Regions from separate parts of the Mus musculus genome. Here region 2 is linked to region 1. Evidence: chromatin contacts called from public promoter capture Hi-C data. All regions are on one chromosome and are shown on one strand. Each heading gives the region's core, a stretch centred on a gene start, on an enhancer-like site or on the middle of the called end of the contact. The rest is flanking DNA. Distances are from core to core; before and after follow the strand shown. Region 1 holds the start of Ypel3 (yippee like 3). Region 2 holds the start of Asphd1 (aspartate beta-hydroxylase domain containing 1).

Evidence for each region. Capture Hi-C pulls out chosen DNA fragments and counts their contacts.
Region 2: a promoter capture Hi-C map of adipose tissue shows a contact between it and region 1. The contact joins the promoter of Asphd1 here to the promoter of Ypel3 in region 1. A contact is called at or near these places in 3 of 39 promoter capture datasets (embryonic stem cells and neural stem cells), 1 of 484 Hi-C or Micro-C datasets (the G1E-ER4 cell line), 3 of 115 datasets of contacts at active chromatin or transcription factors (embryonic midbrain, embryonic stem cells and pancreatic cancer cells) and 3 of 9 other capture datasets (adipose tissue, liver and pancreatic islet).

What each region holds. Positions count from the first base shown.
Region 1 is chr7:126,773,917-126,780,481 of GRCm38.p6, reverse strand. It overlaps Ypel3 (yippee like 3), which reads right to left and starts at 3,519. Exons shown (of 5, transcript NM_025347.3): 1 at 3,379-3,519; 2 at 2,529-2,711; 3 at 2,385-2,428; 4 at 2,068-2,176; 5 at 1-455. The coding sequence starts at 2,645. The coding sequence ends at 366. Gdpd3 (glycerophosphodiester phosphodiesterase domain containing 3) reads right to left here. Exons shown (of 10, transcript NM_024228.2): 10 at 4,837-5,028. The coding sequence ends at 4,855.
Region 2 is chr7:126,944,353-126,952,011 of GRCm38.p6, reverse strand. Asphd1 (aspartate beta-hydroxylase domain containing 1) reads left to right here and starts at 2,853. Exons shown (of 3, transcript NM_001347657.2): 1 at 2,853-3,741; 2 at 5,182-5,295; 3 at 5,802-6,025. The coding sequence starts at 2,883. The coding sequence ends at 5,911. Kctd13 (potassium channel tetramerisation domain containing 13) reads right to left here. Exons shown (of 6, transcript NM_172747.2): 6 at 6,403-7,127. The coding sequence ends at 6,891. Sez6l2 (seizure related 6 homolog like 2) reads right to left here and starts at 1,477. Exons shown (of 18, transcript NM_144926.5): 1 at 896-1,477; 2 at 1-12. The coding sequence starts at 974.

The DNA.
Region 1 (6,565 bases), core at 2,270-4,769:
GCTACAGAACGAGAACAGACACGTTGCAGGTAAGAGGGATCCAGTGGGAGAGATTCACAGAAAGGTGGTGCACCAGGGCCATGAGAGCAGCACACAGGCCTTATCTATGGGACAGGCAAGACAGGAAGGGGTTAAAAAATGAGATCCAAGCCAGCCAGATCGCAGGGAGGTGCAGGGGGTGGGGGTACAATCCCCCTCTTTGTCTCCCCCCAAGGTCACAGTGCATGCAATAAAATGTATGTACAGGAGCTGGGTCCTTCCCCTGTGGGGGCCCTGAGGGTCCAGAGCTCCCTTCAGGAGGAGCGAAACCAGTGGCTCCCCCTGGCGGCCAGGCCAGGCTGAAGCCACATGCGGCAGGAGCTAGGTCAGTCCCAGCCGTTGTCTTTGATCATGTGGTTGAGTTCAATGATGTATTTCCCCTCTTTGTACTTCTGGCTGCTCTCAAAGGCTTGCTCCTGGAAGGAGAGAAAGGGCTGCCAGGCACAGACAATACTTTTACCACTAGGCAATGGGGTTTTGGGAATGAATACCATTGGTCTTGGTTTATATATGAAAAACAAAAAACAAAAAACCCTGTGGCCCAGAGAAGCTCAGCTGCCTGCCCAGACACCACTTTTCCTCACTGGGAAGAGAGAGAACTCTGAAGCACGGGTAGTTCTGAAAATCAATGACAGCTCCAACAGGGAGGATTTGGAAGCCCCTACAAGATTTCAAGGTCCAAGGATTACAAACTGGTGGCCTAAGGGCCATTTCAACCTAAGGTAGTTTTGTTTAGATAGCAGAGAGCTTAATATAAACAACTTTAGGAGTTGGGGATGTTTATCTTGTGGGAGGGCCTGGATTCAATACAAGCACCACATTAAAAAAAAAAAAAAAACAATAAAACTTACAACTAAATGATAACTATATATATACTCACTTCATTTTGCCCCAGCCTGCTTTCTCTGCCCTATATCTACCCATTTATAAACCCACAGTATCTGCTTGCTCTTTTTTTGTTTTGTTTTTGCTTTTGTTTTTCGAGACAGGGTTTCTCTGTGCAGTCCTGGCTGTCCTGGAACTCACTCAGTAGACCAGGTTGGCCTTGAACTCAGAAATCCGCCTGCCTCTGCCTCCCAAGTGCTGGGATTAAAGGCGTGTGCCACCACGCCCGGTTCTGCTTGGTCTTATAGACATTTGAAGGATTTTGTTGTACTTTGAGACAGGGTCTACATAGCCCTGGGTGTCCTGGAGCTCACTAGGCTGGCCTAGAACTCAGACATCATCTGCCTCTGCTTCCTCAGTGCTGAGATTAAAGGCGTGCGCCACCACACACTGCTGACATTTGAGTTTTTAACCTCTGGTCTAGGCTACATTTTAGGATTTCAGAGGGGCCAAGCCACCTGTGCAAAGACACACAGGAAATCTGTGGCAGGGTCAGAGGTAAAGTAAGATTAGGACTGTCTTTGCAATGGGGCATCCAGCTTCTAGAAACATGCCAAGTGCCCAATTCCCTATGCTATCCTCAAGTGTATAAGGAATAACTTTGTTACGTGTAATCTGACTCTCACAATGATATTCTGTGCCAGGTAGTGGCTTTATGCTCCCATGCCAGGTAAGGAAATGAGACTTGAGGTTGTGAAATCAGATGCTAGACAGCATCAGAAGTGACAGGAGCTATGCAGAGATCTGGGGACCTAGTTTCCACATTGCTACAGAGTCTTAGTTGTGTGATCTTGGGCAAATGTCCTAGCATCTTCAGACCTCCTTGTCTTCTGGAACAGACTCTGCCACCAGAATAGCTGTAATGATCGAGAGACTATGTGCCATGTGTTCACATGCATGGCAGATAAGCAATTGATAAATGGTGATTCTACATGATGCTAATCATCTAGGACAGGGGTGCAAATCCTTCGAGGGAAGAGAACACCCTCAAAGCCCTGCAATGGACAAACGCCAGTCACTGGGGAAAGAAAGCCAGTTTGTGCTGGGCCACTGGTACTCTGAAAGGCAAAGGCAGATACTTTTAAGGAAGAAGGGATGAGGTTAGGTCAAAGGCCAGCCTAGGGTCAGAGATCTCAAACTCACATATTTCCAGCCCAAAGTGGTCTTGCAGTTCTCACAGTGGATGTCAGCGACAGCATGAAGACCTGTCAGCAGCACCCGCTCTTCTGCTGGCCCGCAGCCCACATTCACTCTGTGGGGACAAAGGGTAGTCCCAGGGAGGGTCTCAGCAGCCCAGAGCCACCCTCTAGCTAGTATGTTAAGTGTCTGGTCTTAGCCTCTAAGAGGAGCCTGATCATGGCTTCCTGTCAGAAACAAGGGACTCTGGGAATATCAGCATACCAGGGAGTCACAGGTCACAACAGAGGTCAGGAAAAGAAAGGAAGGAGATGAATACTCACACAGAGTTGAAGAGGTAGGCACGTCCCTGACTGCCCTGGAAGGACTGGAGGGTAGTGGGGAGACGAGAGGAGGGGGTTAGGGCTATTGGTGGGGAGTTGCCAGGCAGCCCATTGCCATTCTAGACTAAAATGTGACCTGCTTACCTTGGAGATGAGGTCGTCGTGGTTGGCCAGGTGAGCACGGCAGTGGGCACAGCTATACCTCCGGTGACAGTCATCCAAGTAGGCCTGAAACGTCTTGGGCTTTGAAATCCGCACCATGGCGGGGGCCAAGGGCAGTGGCCCCACGCGGGGAGCGGCCCACGGGGAGCAGAGGGAGCCCAGTGCCTGCCAGGAAGGAGAGGTGGACGATCAGGACTAAGGCCACACACATGTAGACAAGCCCAGAACTATGGGGACTCTGTCACACTTGGCTGCTCTCTCCTTTCCCTAGAGCCAGCAGTCTCACCAGGGACCAGAGTCATCTCAGTTTTGACTCACTGAGGAGGCCTCAGGTTGCATCAGCGGGTAAACTGAGGCTAGGAGGAGCTCTAGGTGAGTCACCCACCAGCTTCTGGCCTCACCCCTGCTGAGCTGGCATCTGAACTGGCATCTGAAACGTGAAGAAGGGGCTTCAGAGTGGATGGGCTGCCAGTTTTCAGTTTTGAGGAATGGGGGGGGGGGGCAGAAACTGACTGGTCCTTGGGACCCTAGTTGGACTAGTGATAGGGCAAATGTGGGGTATATGGAGTTCGCTTGGGGAAAGGGTCTCTCACCTGGAGGAGGCAGGCCTCCCCAAAGGAAGAGGGTCCCCTAGAGAGAGGAGGGGTTTTTACCTGCAGGCGCTGAGCCTCATCTCCGCCGAGGGGAATCTTACCTGCATCGCCAAGCCTTACCTGAGACCCCGGGGCTCACCTGGGGCGAGGGGATGGGGGCGTGCGCGGGGGAAGGGGCAGTCCTCGCTTGCGGGGCGGGGGCGCGGGGCAACGCGCAGAGACGTCGGTCCAGGCCTCACCTCGCCTGGGCGCGTGGAGGGCCCGGTCCGCGGGGTGGCCTGGCCTGGGAGTGGGGGGCGCTCCTGATGGGCGCCGTCCCCCCCGGCCCGGTTCACAGCCGCCTCGACTTGTTTACACCGAGACCAGCTGCTGCCGCGGCTGCGGCGGGAGGGGGAGGGGGCCGGCCTCCTGTCCCGGCGGCCTTCGTGGCCAATCGGAGCGCCTCATGCAAATGAGGGGGCGCGTCATACGGCGGCCAGCGCAGGCTGGGCTGCCCTTCCCCCTGCTCCGGGCTCCCGCTAGCCGTCTCGCCCGGAAATGCGGCTACGACTTGCAGCCTAACCCAGAGGCTAACCCGGGCGTGATTGCACCTCTGCTGCTCTGCTATCTCGGGTGCTCAGAGACAAGGATCCTAACCCGGCATGGGGCTAATAAGAGCGTGTTATCTGTATGCAAACCCCTGGGAAATAGTCGTAATTGTCTTCGTTTATCCACAGACCACTGTCTCCATTTGACCAGTTTCCTGAGGCTTGGAGAAGAGATCCTCTCCAGAGATTATCCAGATGGTAAGAGTCAAAGTTGGAATTCACACTTTTCCCAAGCACGTGGAACAGATTGTTAGAAGGGAACTAAAGGTGTCCTTCTATTAGACTCCCAGGAACCAACGCTTTAAAAATCTCTACTGCTGAGCATCATCTGCTCCAGGCATTCTCTGGTATGCCTGACCTCGAGGTTTCTGTAGGTCTGACCCCAGTGAAAATGTCTGTTTAATCGTGTGTCTGGTATACTTAGACTTGTGTTCACTGCAGAGTCCCAGGAACCAGGCAGGCTTGAAAAGTGCTGCACTGGGAATATTTATTAAATGAACTCCAATGTTGGAGATCAGAAAGTGGACAGCAGGTACTGTGGGAGAGCCTGCGAGCTAATCCATGCCTGCCTGCTGCAGTACAGCTCAGCACATAAGGTGCCCAACATCAGTAACATGAGGAAATTCCGTCCCTTGCATATGCCTGGGTCTCTTAATGGTTTCAGGACAACCACTCATCTCTGAATCTCTAGAGTCTAGGTCCAGGACGCTTGGGCTAGCATGCTTTAGAGTGGAGGCCAAGCTGGCACAGGGTGTGGTGCCACTCTGCTGGGTCTGGAATGTAGTGGAACAAGTGGGCCAGCCTACTGACACCCCCAGGCTTTTATTTGCAGGGGTGTCAGTGGGCAGAGTCTCACTTTGTAGCCCTGGCATTATAACTCACAGAAATCCACCTGCCTCTGCCTTCCAAGTACTGAGGTTAAAGCCTAGGCCTAGCTCACCACAGGCTTTCTTGATCTCTCCTAAGATGCTATGTGCACTTGCTTGCAGTAAACTCTGAGCTGCATTCATGGTATGCAAGCCTTCTACCACCAACTTCCATCCCCAGCCGCTAATGCCATCTTTTTAGCCTCCCGAATCGACCCTCCAACCCCTTGTTCCATGAACTATGTTACTGACAAGAAAATATTTATTTTTTAAGAGAAAGACAGGACAGGGCCTCAGGCTGAGGAGGCTGGGTCTCTTCTTCCTGCTTGTCCAGGTAGTGTCTCAGGGCTGTGGGGTAATCGGTCATGACGCCATTGGCTCCCAAGCTGAAGGCCACTTCAAAATCCGATTCTTCATTAAGGCACCAAAATAGCACCTGAACAGAGGAAGAAAACAAGTTAGTTTCCAAACACCAACCCCAAGCTTCCTTTCGCGTCCAGGAGGTGGCAGCCCCTCCTTCTGCACAGACCTCCCAGAACCGGGTGTCCTGGAGCTGATGGTTATCTTTTTTAGAAATTTCCAAATTGGTTATTAAACACAGCTCCTGTCAAAACTTAGGTATAGGATCTTGGAGCCAAGTGTGGCCATGCATGTTTGTAACTCTGCACTTGGGAGGCCATCTGGGCTACACAGAGTAGCAGCCCGCTGGGGTTAGCTAGTAAGCCTCTGCCTCAAAAACAAATACATAAACCATGTAATTACATGAACTTGCAGTTGAACAGTCTCAGAACTCAGGATGCAGAGGTAGGTGGATCTCTGCAAGTTTTAGGCCAGGTCTATATAGTAAGTTTTAGGCCAGCCAGAGTTGACAGTGAAACATTGTCTCAAAACAAACAAGGAATTCAATAAAAACAAAAGTAAAGCTCTTAGTGTGGTGGTACAATGTTTGTTTTTATAGCACCGAGATAGAAGGGAAAGGAATGCAAAGATACCTTGTGTTACACAGGGAGTTCAAGGGCCAGCCTGGGCTGTATGAGACCTGTGACAAACAATCCAAGAGCTGGGGCTGTTGCTCAATGGTTTAACCCTGGCCTCTTATGTGCAAAGCCCTGGGTTTGATTCCCAGTACTACAAAACAAATCAAACACAAACACACACAGGGGCCAGTGACATGACTCAGCAGGTAAAGTCACCTGAGGAGCTGCGCTAGATCCCCAGGAACCACAGGATGGAAGGAGAGGACTGAGTCCTGCAACCACACCCTGTGACCTCGACAGGAAGTGTGGGGTGTGCCCCCCCCAATACATGTAATATATGTTTTAAGTTAGATACTGAAAAGCCCATCACTGATTATTTTATAATTTATGGTCTCCTTTCCCTTCCCTCTCCTCCCCTCTCTTCTCCTACTCTCTCTTCTCTTCTCTTGTTAGGGTCTCATGTAACCAAGTTGGCCTCAGACTCTTGGACCTTGGACTTCTGTCCTGTTTCCATCTCTGGTGCTCAGGTTTCGGGTATGTTCCACTATACCTGTTTTTTTGTTTTTTTGTTTTTAAATTTCTTTTTCCTTTGCTGTTCTTTTTTTCAATTTATTTGCATTTATTTTAAAATTTAAAAAATGTATTTGTCTGCATATATGTTTGTTTACCACATATATGTCTGATGCCAACAGCCGTCTGAACCCCTGGAACTGGTGTTATGAATGATTGTAAGACAGTGATTATGGGTGCTGGGAACCAAACTTGGACCCTCTAGAAGAACAGCAAATGCTCTTAATTGCTGAGCCATTGCTCCCATCCCATTACTTTTTTTTTTTTTTTTTTTTTTTTTGAGTGCCGGTGACTGAACCCAGGGCTTTGGGGCTGCTAGGCAAGTCCTCTACCAAATGAGCCACATCCCCAGCCATTGGTTTCTATTTTTTAACAATTTTATTTTATTTATTTATTTATGAGGGGGCGGATGCACATCACACCAAG
Region 2 (7,659 bases), core at 1,604-4,103, 170 kb before region 1:
TCAGGGGCAGACCTAGGAGGTGAAGTCCTGTGAACCTCTCCATTCCTCTACATCCTGTCCTTATCTGGAGAGATGCTCCCCAGAGCACATCTTATCGGACACTCAGGGAGTCCCAGGCTGGGTTGAGAGCCAAGATCAGAGGAGTGGCTCCAATCTGCCCTCTCCCTCACTGAGTTCCAGCTCCTGGTCTCTGGGCCTTCAGTGAGAACCTTAATTAGTACTAACCCTGGACAGCTCTAGCAGGGTGTGCTTTGGGACTGCTTTCTATTCCTCCCCAGTGAAATACTCCCCTGATCCCTAAACTCTGAGGAGAGTCTGACAGCATCTCCCAGACTGCTTCCGCAGTGCCAGCTTTCTCTCAGGGTTTTTGCCTCTGCAGACTCTCTCTCTCTCTCTCTCTCTCTCTCTCTCTCTCTCTCTCTCTCTCTCTCTCTCTGCAGTCTTTGCAGCCTCTGTGCCTTCTCTAGACTCTGGTTGGGGATCAGAGTAGAGTCAGGGATTGAATATCCCTGATTGTGTTCATCTGCCTTTGTCCATATGTCCAAGAACATTTGTGTGTACAGCGCCTGGCATCTCTCCCAGTACCTCCATCTCCCACCCAGGTACCCTGCCTGCTTCTACCGCCTCCGCAGAAATCCACCCAACTTCCCTCAGCTCTTCTTCCCGAATTTTAACCCCTAAGATACAACTAAATGCTCTTCTTATTCATTTCTCTATCTCCTTAAAATTAGGAGTTCAAGGGCTCCGTGTAACAGTCAAAGAGCCTTGGCTTGCCCCTTCCCAGTCAACTGTGCCCCTCCCCTCCCCCACAAGCTCGGAAGACTCAATATCTTCAGAGAAAGAAGGTAGAAGACCCGCGAGAACCTTCCCAGGGCCCACCCCCACATGTCCTTACCCTCAATCCAGGCACAGCTCAGCAGAATTAGGAGCAGCAGCTGGGAAGGCGGCGGGTGCTGGGCCTTGGGAGTCCCCATGGCGACTCACACTAATTTCTCTCCTCTGTGGCTCTTCTGAATAATCTCGCTGTCACTTTCCCTCTGCGTCCTTTTATCTTTTCCTTTAATTTTGCTTTCCTGCTAAGGGTCGGCAAAGGAAGGCAAATTTTCTTCCTTTGGGATGGAGAAGCAGAATTGGCCTAGAGGTTGCTTGGAGTCCGCCCCCTTTTGCTCAATCTTTATCCTTTGCTCTGCGATCTATGGCAAAGGGGGGCGCGGCTCCCGCTGCGGGGGGTGGGGCCGAGAGGGCCGAAGGTTATCCCCTTGTTCGGGAGCTTGGGCCCATCGGGATGGATAGATAGATAGCCGGGGAAAGTGGGAGGGGAAAGGCAGCTTCCGAGGGTCCAGGGTGGGCTTGAGGATCCAGAGGGCCCTTATGAGGTTCAACCGGGGCTTATCTCGGAGAGGAAGAGGGAAAGGGTTGCGGAACCAGGGAAGCTGAAGCTCGGCCACTGGAGCTGCGGGAGGGAGAAGCTGAGAAAGGTGTCAAGCCCACGTCAGATCCTGGGGACGGGTGAAAGGAGGGGCCTGGGATTTATTCTCTGACGAGGGAGGAGGAGGAAGTGCAGATGGAGGAAGGAGGGATGCCGAGCCAGGACTGCACTTCCCGAGGCCCCTAGGGGAGAGGAAGGAAACTCTGGTCCCAGTAGTAATTAGGTTCCCTCCCGGCGCCATTCCAGAACATCTGGTATCTGCACCTGGTCTTCCTAAGGTGTCAAGAGTAGGCACAGCTTGGTTCACGTCTTCCTGGCCTGTCCAGTATGTCCTCTGTCCACACCCGGACCTCCCCGCGGGCCTTCACTATGCCCTTTATGGAAGCTCAGGTGGGATGGGCTCGCCCCTCCCGCAGGAAAATGGGGAGTATCCAGGTTTGTAAGGAGCCTGATGGGTATGTGTTGAGACTCCCTTCTCTAGCAGGCGACCTGACAGAGACCTGCAGCCTAGCGGCTACCACCCGTGATCTACTGGCTCTGCCACTGAGCAAGCGAGTGCCCTTTCAGCACCTGGGCGCGAGGACAGCTCCCGGCCCCGCCTGCACGGGCGGCCTTGAAGCCACTGATTGGCTGAAGCCGCTTTCGCGAACCCGCGTCTTGCTCTGTGCTGGCTCTGGCGTAGCCAAGCCAGGGGAAAGGGGAGTCACAGGCCGACCTCTCCAGGGACCCGCAGGCCCACGGCCGGACTCGCAGTTCCAGAGCACCGGCCTCACGAGCGGGTCAGGGCTCTCGCCCCGCCCCCGAGTCTGCCCTGCCCTTCTTTTCGCATTGCGGGGCGGCTAGAGGTTGGCACTGTGTCCCTGTACCCCACGTGGCGCTCGGTCAGGGCTGGGGGAGGGGGTCTGGAGCGGCAAATCCAGAGAGAAGTCTCCCCCCACCCCCCTTGCAGGGCTGGGCTGCGGCTGCCTCTGGGAGGGGTCCTGGGTAGCTAAACAGAGAGGGTTGCGGGAAGGAGTGACGTCAGGGTGAGTGGGCGCCCAAGAAGGGGTGTGTAGGAGGTCGGGAATCGGAGAGGACAGACCCGACCCTTTCGAGGGAGAAGACAGGTCAAGGAGAGAGGAAAGAGAAAGAGCCGCTATAGAGTGGGGCTGCGGGCCAGGTGGAGTAGGAACCGCTGTTGTCAGGGGAAGCTAGAAGAAAAAGAAGGGGTCGATAAGGAAAGGGGGGCTGGAGTGGAGGGAGGAGAAACCAGCTGAGACTGGGAGACTGAGGGTGGAGAGAGGAAAGGAAGAGGAGACTGCGGGAAGGGGAAAGGAGAGAGGAACCACAGAAGGAAGAGAGAACAAGAGTGATCTCCGAGTGGAGACAAATAGAAAAGGAAGGGGAGAAAGAAAGAGGGAAGTGAGGGGAAGGTTTGTTGGGGGGCCTGTAGGAGGAGTGAACAGGAGTGGGGATGTGGAAGGGAGGGAATCAGGAAGCAGTCATCGAGGGGTCAGGTGGAGAACTGGGGGTACCAGGGAGCTGGGGTCTGCAAGATGCAGCTTGCCACTTAGCCAGGGCCTCTTTGCCTATCATGTTTCCATGGCCACTGCCTCTAGGCTCCTCAGCCCTTACTATGCTCCTCGGAGCCCTCACTTCTCTGTTCCTTTGGTATTGCTACCGACTGGGTTCCCAAGACATGCAGGCCCTGGGGACCGGGAGCCGAGCTGGGGGTGTTAGTGGTATGCCTGATGTATGTTCTCAGACTGGCCCAAGGGGCCTTGGGGATTCTGGAGAAGGACCCAGGGCAGAAGGTCTAGTGAGCAGGCGGCTTCGGGCCTATGCCAGGCGTTACTCCTGGGCTGGGATGGGTAGGGTGAGGCGGGCAGCTCAGGGAGGCTCTGGCCTCACAGGAGGGGCAGGGGTCATGGGCATTCAGCGCCCTGGCTTACTTTTTCTACCAGACCTGCCTTCGTCCCCCTTTGTACCACGTGATGCCCAGAGGCATGACGTGGAGCTCCTACAGAGCAGCTTTCCCGCCATTTTGCGGGACTTCGGGGCTGTGAGCTGGGACTTCTCAGGAACTACTCCTCTGCCTCGGGGCTGGTCCCCACCCCTGGCCCCTGGGTGCTACCAGCTCCTGCTGTACCAAGCAGGCCGATGCCAACCCAGCAACTGCCGGCGGTGCCCAGGAGCCTATCGGGCACTGAGGGGGCTACGGAGCTTCATGAGTGCCAATACCTTCGGCAATGCTGGCTTTTCCGTTCTACTGCCTGGGGCCCGGCTTGAGGGCCGCTGTGGACCCACCAATGCTCGGGTTAGATGCCATCTGGGTGAGTATAGCCTGTCTACAAACCTTCCATCTTTCCTACTTTACTACCTCTTTCTGCACTTTGGTTCTTTTCTCAGAATCTTCCCCAACCAGATCTGAGTTCTGTTTTTATGCATCTATCCAGTCAGTGGTGGCTTACACAGTGTCCCACGCTGACTCTTTGTCTCCAACCACCAGCCACCCTCCCCCCTTTTAACTTAAAAGAAATTCTCACTGAAATGTAAGTGGTCAGTGTTACTTGCCCTGAAGAGGAAATACCCAGAAAATGAATTTTAAATTGTAAAAAGAGACTGCTTGGAGCAGGGCATGGTCTTGCATGCCTGTAATCTCAGCACCTGGGAGACTGAGGCGAGGATCACAAGTCTGAGGCAAGCCTGGGTCTTATTTCTCTTTTATTTAGTCTAGGGAGTATAGTGAGATAATCTACATCTCACTATGTAGTACTGGCCTGGAATCTAAATACAGGCCAGTTGGCCTCAAACTCACTAAGATCTGCCTCCCACTACCTCCTGAGTTCTGGGATCAAAGGTGTGAGCAGTAGGTAGCCTACTTTATTTAGGCTTCTTCGCTGATAAGTAGCAATGTTAGTGGGGTGTTCAATAGCACCAACCTGGCATTTTCTGTTTTCAGACACACCAGAAGAGGGCGTCGGATCTCACTACAGATAATTGTGAGCCACCGTGTGGTTGCTGGGAATTGAACTCAGGACCTCTGGAAAAGCAAGCAGTGCTCTTAGCCGCTGAGCCATCTCCCTAGCCCCCTGAGATTTTCTAATGTTCTAAAGATTGAAAGAAAATTGGGAAAGTAAATATTATGACTTCAGCTTAGCATAAATCTCTGTGTACTGCCAGCTGGGTGGATCTTATGATTTGGGGCATACTACTTTTCCTACCAGACCTGCCTTCACCCCTCTGTGCCATGTGACACCCAGAGGCATGACGTGGAGTTCCTACAGAACAGTTTCCCTGCCAGTTTACAGGACTTGGGGCTTCTCAGGGACCACCCCTCTGCCTCAGGGCTCATCCCAACCCCTGGTCCCTGGGTGAGGGCTTTTTGGCTGCTCCCTGGAGATACCATGCACATGTTGGACTTTTAACCTTCATAAGGTTGGGAACACTACCCAGTCTTAAGGACGACTTTCCGGAATGTCTTACTTACGTCAGAGTCGGCTGTTTTCTCAGCACACTCGACTAAGGTCCTGGGGTCAGACTGGATCCATTAGTTTTGCCTCATGGGAGAGGTGCCCAGTACACAGTAGATTCTGGAACTGAATTGACAGAAAGTCCAGGAGGAGATGGTTTAGGGGAGATTTCTTCCAAATGACAGATATGCTTCCCAAAGCAGGACTTCCACAGAATCTGGCCTGTGAGGCCCATTGAGTGGGCAGGCCCCCTGAACACAGGCAGGAATGGTGGATTCCATTCCCATTCTCTCTTCACAGGCCTGAAGATCCCTCCTGGTTGTGAGTTGGTTGTTGGTGGTGAGCCCCAGTGCTGGGCTGAAGGGCACTGCCTCCTGGTGGACGACTCCTTCCTGCACACAGTGGCTCATAATGGTAATAGGACTCACATTCTGGTGGGTCAGGGGACCAAAGACCTGGAGGGATTCCAGCCAATCTGCTCTCAGCAGCACTGTTTTGGGACTGCACAGCCTTGGGCGAGCCACAGCTCCTCCAATCACCTGTGGGGCATCTGCCTTCTTTACCGGGTGACTGTGCATATGGGCTAGGCCCATAAGCTAGACTATCTGCACCCCTATCCTCTTGCTGTGAAACCTTAGGCATTTATTTAATCATATCATGCCTGTCAGCTGGTATAAAATGTACCCGTTTTGGGCACACAGAGCTACCACTGTAAATGCCAGGTATGGTGAAACTCAGGAGGCTGAGCCAGGAGGATGGTGAGTTTAAGGGCCGGGCTACAGGATGAAACCGTGGCTTAATGAACAAATATGCACCACTGGTGAGGGCCTGGTGCTGACTTTGCTTTCCTCAGTCTATACTATGAATCCTAGCACATGAGTTCTGGTATCAGCTGCTGTCTCCATCCCTGTGTGCCCTAGGATCCCCTGAAGATGGGCCTCGAGTGGTCTTCATTGTGGACCTCTGGCATCCTAATGTGGCTGGGGCAGAACGCCAAGCTCTCGACTTTGTCTTCGCTCCAGACCCTTGAGAGACGCTTCTGGCACCTGAGCTGAGTGATGCTGCACTCACGGACAGCCTGAGTGGTGGTCAGGACCTCTTCTCCACCTCCTCAGCCAGCATTGAATACAAATTCTCAATCCTCTCCTAAGTCCTGATTCTTTCCTTCCCAGTTACCAATCCCAGGCCAGGGCTTGGGACAAGGGGCTCATGTTTCTACCACAAAACAGCCAGGCATAAGCATCTCTCTCTTTTTTTTTTTTTTTTTTTTTTTTCCGAGACAGGGTTTCTCTGTATAGCCCTGGCTGTCCTGAAGCTCATTCTGTAGACTAGGCTGGCCTCGAACTCAGAAATCCTCCTGCCTCTGCCTCCCAAGTGCTGGGATTAAAGGCATGTGCCATCACTGCCCAGCACATCTTTTTTGTTTTTTGTTTTTGTTTTTTTCCGTAGCATCTTCTTAACATAAGCGTCTCAGCATCCCTCACCCGAGAGTCAGCAGCAGACCTTCAGCTCAACTTTATTCCAATAATTTAATAGAAAATTAAAATAATAAATAATATGAAACAGATCACGATAGCAGAGCTGGCACAGGTCCAGGCCAGCCTAGTACAAAGTTAGGGAGGTGGCGGATGGTGGGGCAGGAGGGGCAAAGTACTCTGTTGCAATGGCGGAAAGCAGCTTGGAGTGTGGCTGATAGCACTGTCCTTTCTACACGTGTGTTCAATGTATTAACAAAACAGAAAGGGAATCAGATGGTAAGAGAAAGATGGCAGAACAAGGATGTAGAGGAGGGGCGGTCACTGGCTTTCTGAAGAGCGCCGCCAGAGGGAAATGCTGGAATGTACCATGTGGTTAGCAGTGAGTGGTGATGACTGGAAGGAAAGGGCTCACTGAAAACAGCATGCAACGAGGGGACAGAGGGAAGACCCACGACTTGGCCAGCAGAGCCGGGGCAAAGAGACAGAGGGACTAGGTCCCAGAAGCAAGAGGACAGCGGGGGAAGGCCAAGGTCAGTCCTTGAAGACAATCTGTTGGCCGTGGGGACGCTCATCGTGGGTGATATGGCGGCGGACGTGAATCCTCCGGACACGGTGCTCTCGGTTCTCTTCATCGTCCCCTCGGCCTGCCCCACCACCTCCAGCTGCACCCCCTGTGGCCTCCAGGAGAGCGAGATCTGGGCCACGGGAATTCTCATAAATTAAGATGTTCAGTGTCTCCTCAAAGATCCGAGCCTCAGGGAATTCCACCTGCAAAAGGCCAGCAACCCATAGCTCCTACCTCTGGCCCAGTCCCACAGCGCTTCCCCAGCGGCTCCTCTGTGGGCTCCTCCAGGCCCCAAAGGCAGTTAGACTTGTTTTCTTTCCTTCACTGCCCAGGCTCTTGGAATGCTTTTTCATTTAGTAAGTCCTGAGTACTGCCACTATCCCTGGGTTGTTCCAAGCATCAGGAACGTAGTATTATAAACAAATGCTTGCCCTCAGCATGTTGGAAGTCTAGGGGGAGAACACAGACTCATTCTTCCTAAGATATATATTAAGTCAGATGATGACATCTTATGAAGAAAGCTGGAAAGGGGATGTGAATAGCCTTTCCCAAGAGAGTTTCATCTTTCAGTAGGGAATTCAGACAAGGCCTTGCTGGGAATGTGGTGTTTGACCAACTCAAGAGAGGGAGGTGGACAGCTAGGGAAAGCACACTGAGGGGTGGCAGCAGGACAGGAACGCATCTCAAGTGCCAGGACAGAACAAAGACAAACAGAGGAAGACACAGGAAAAGGGG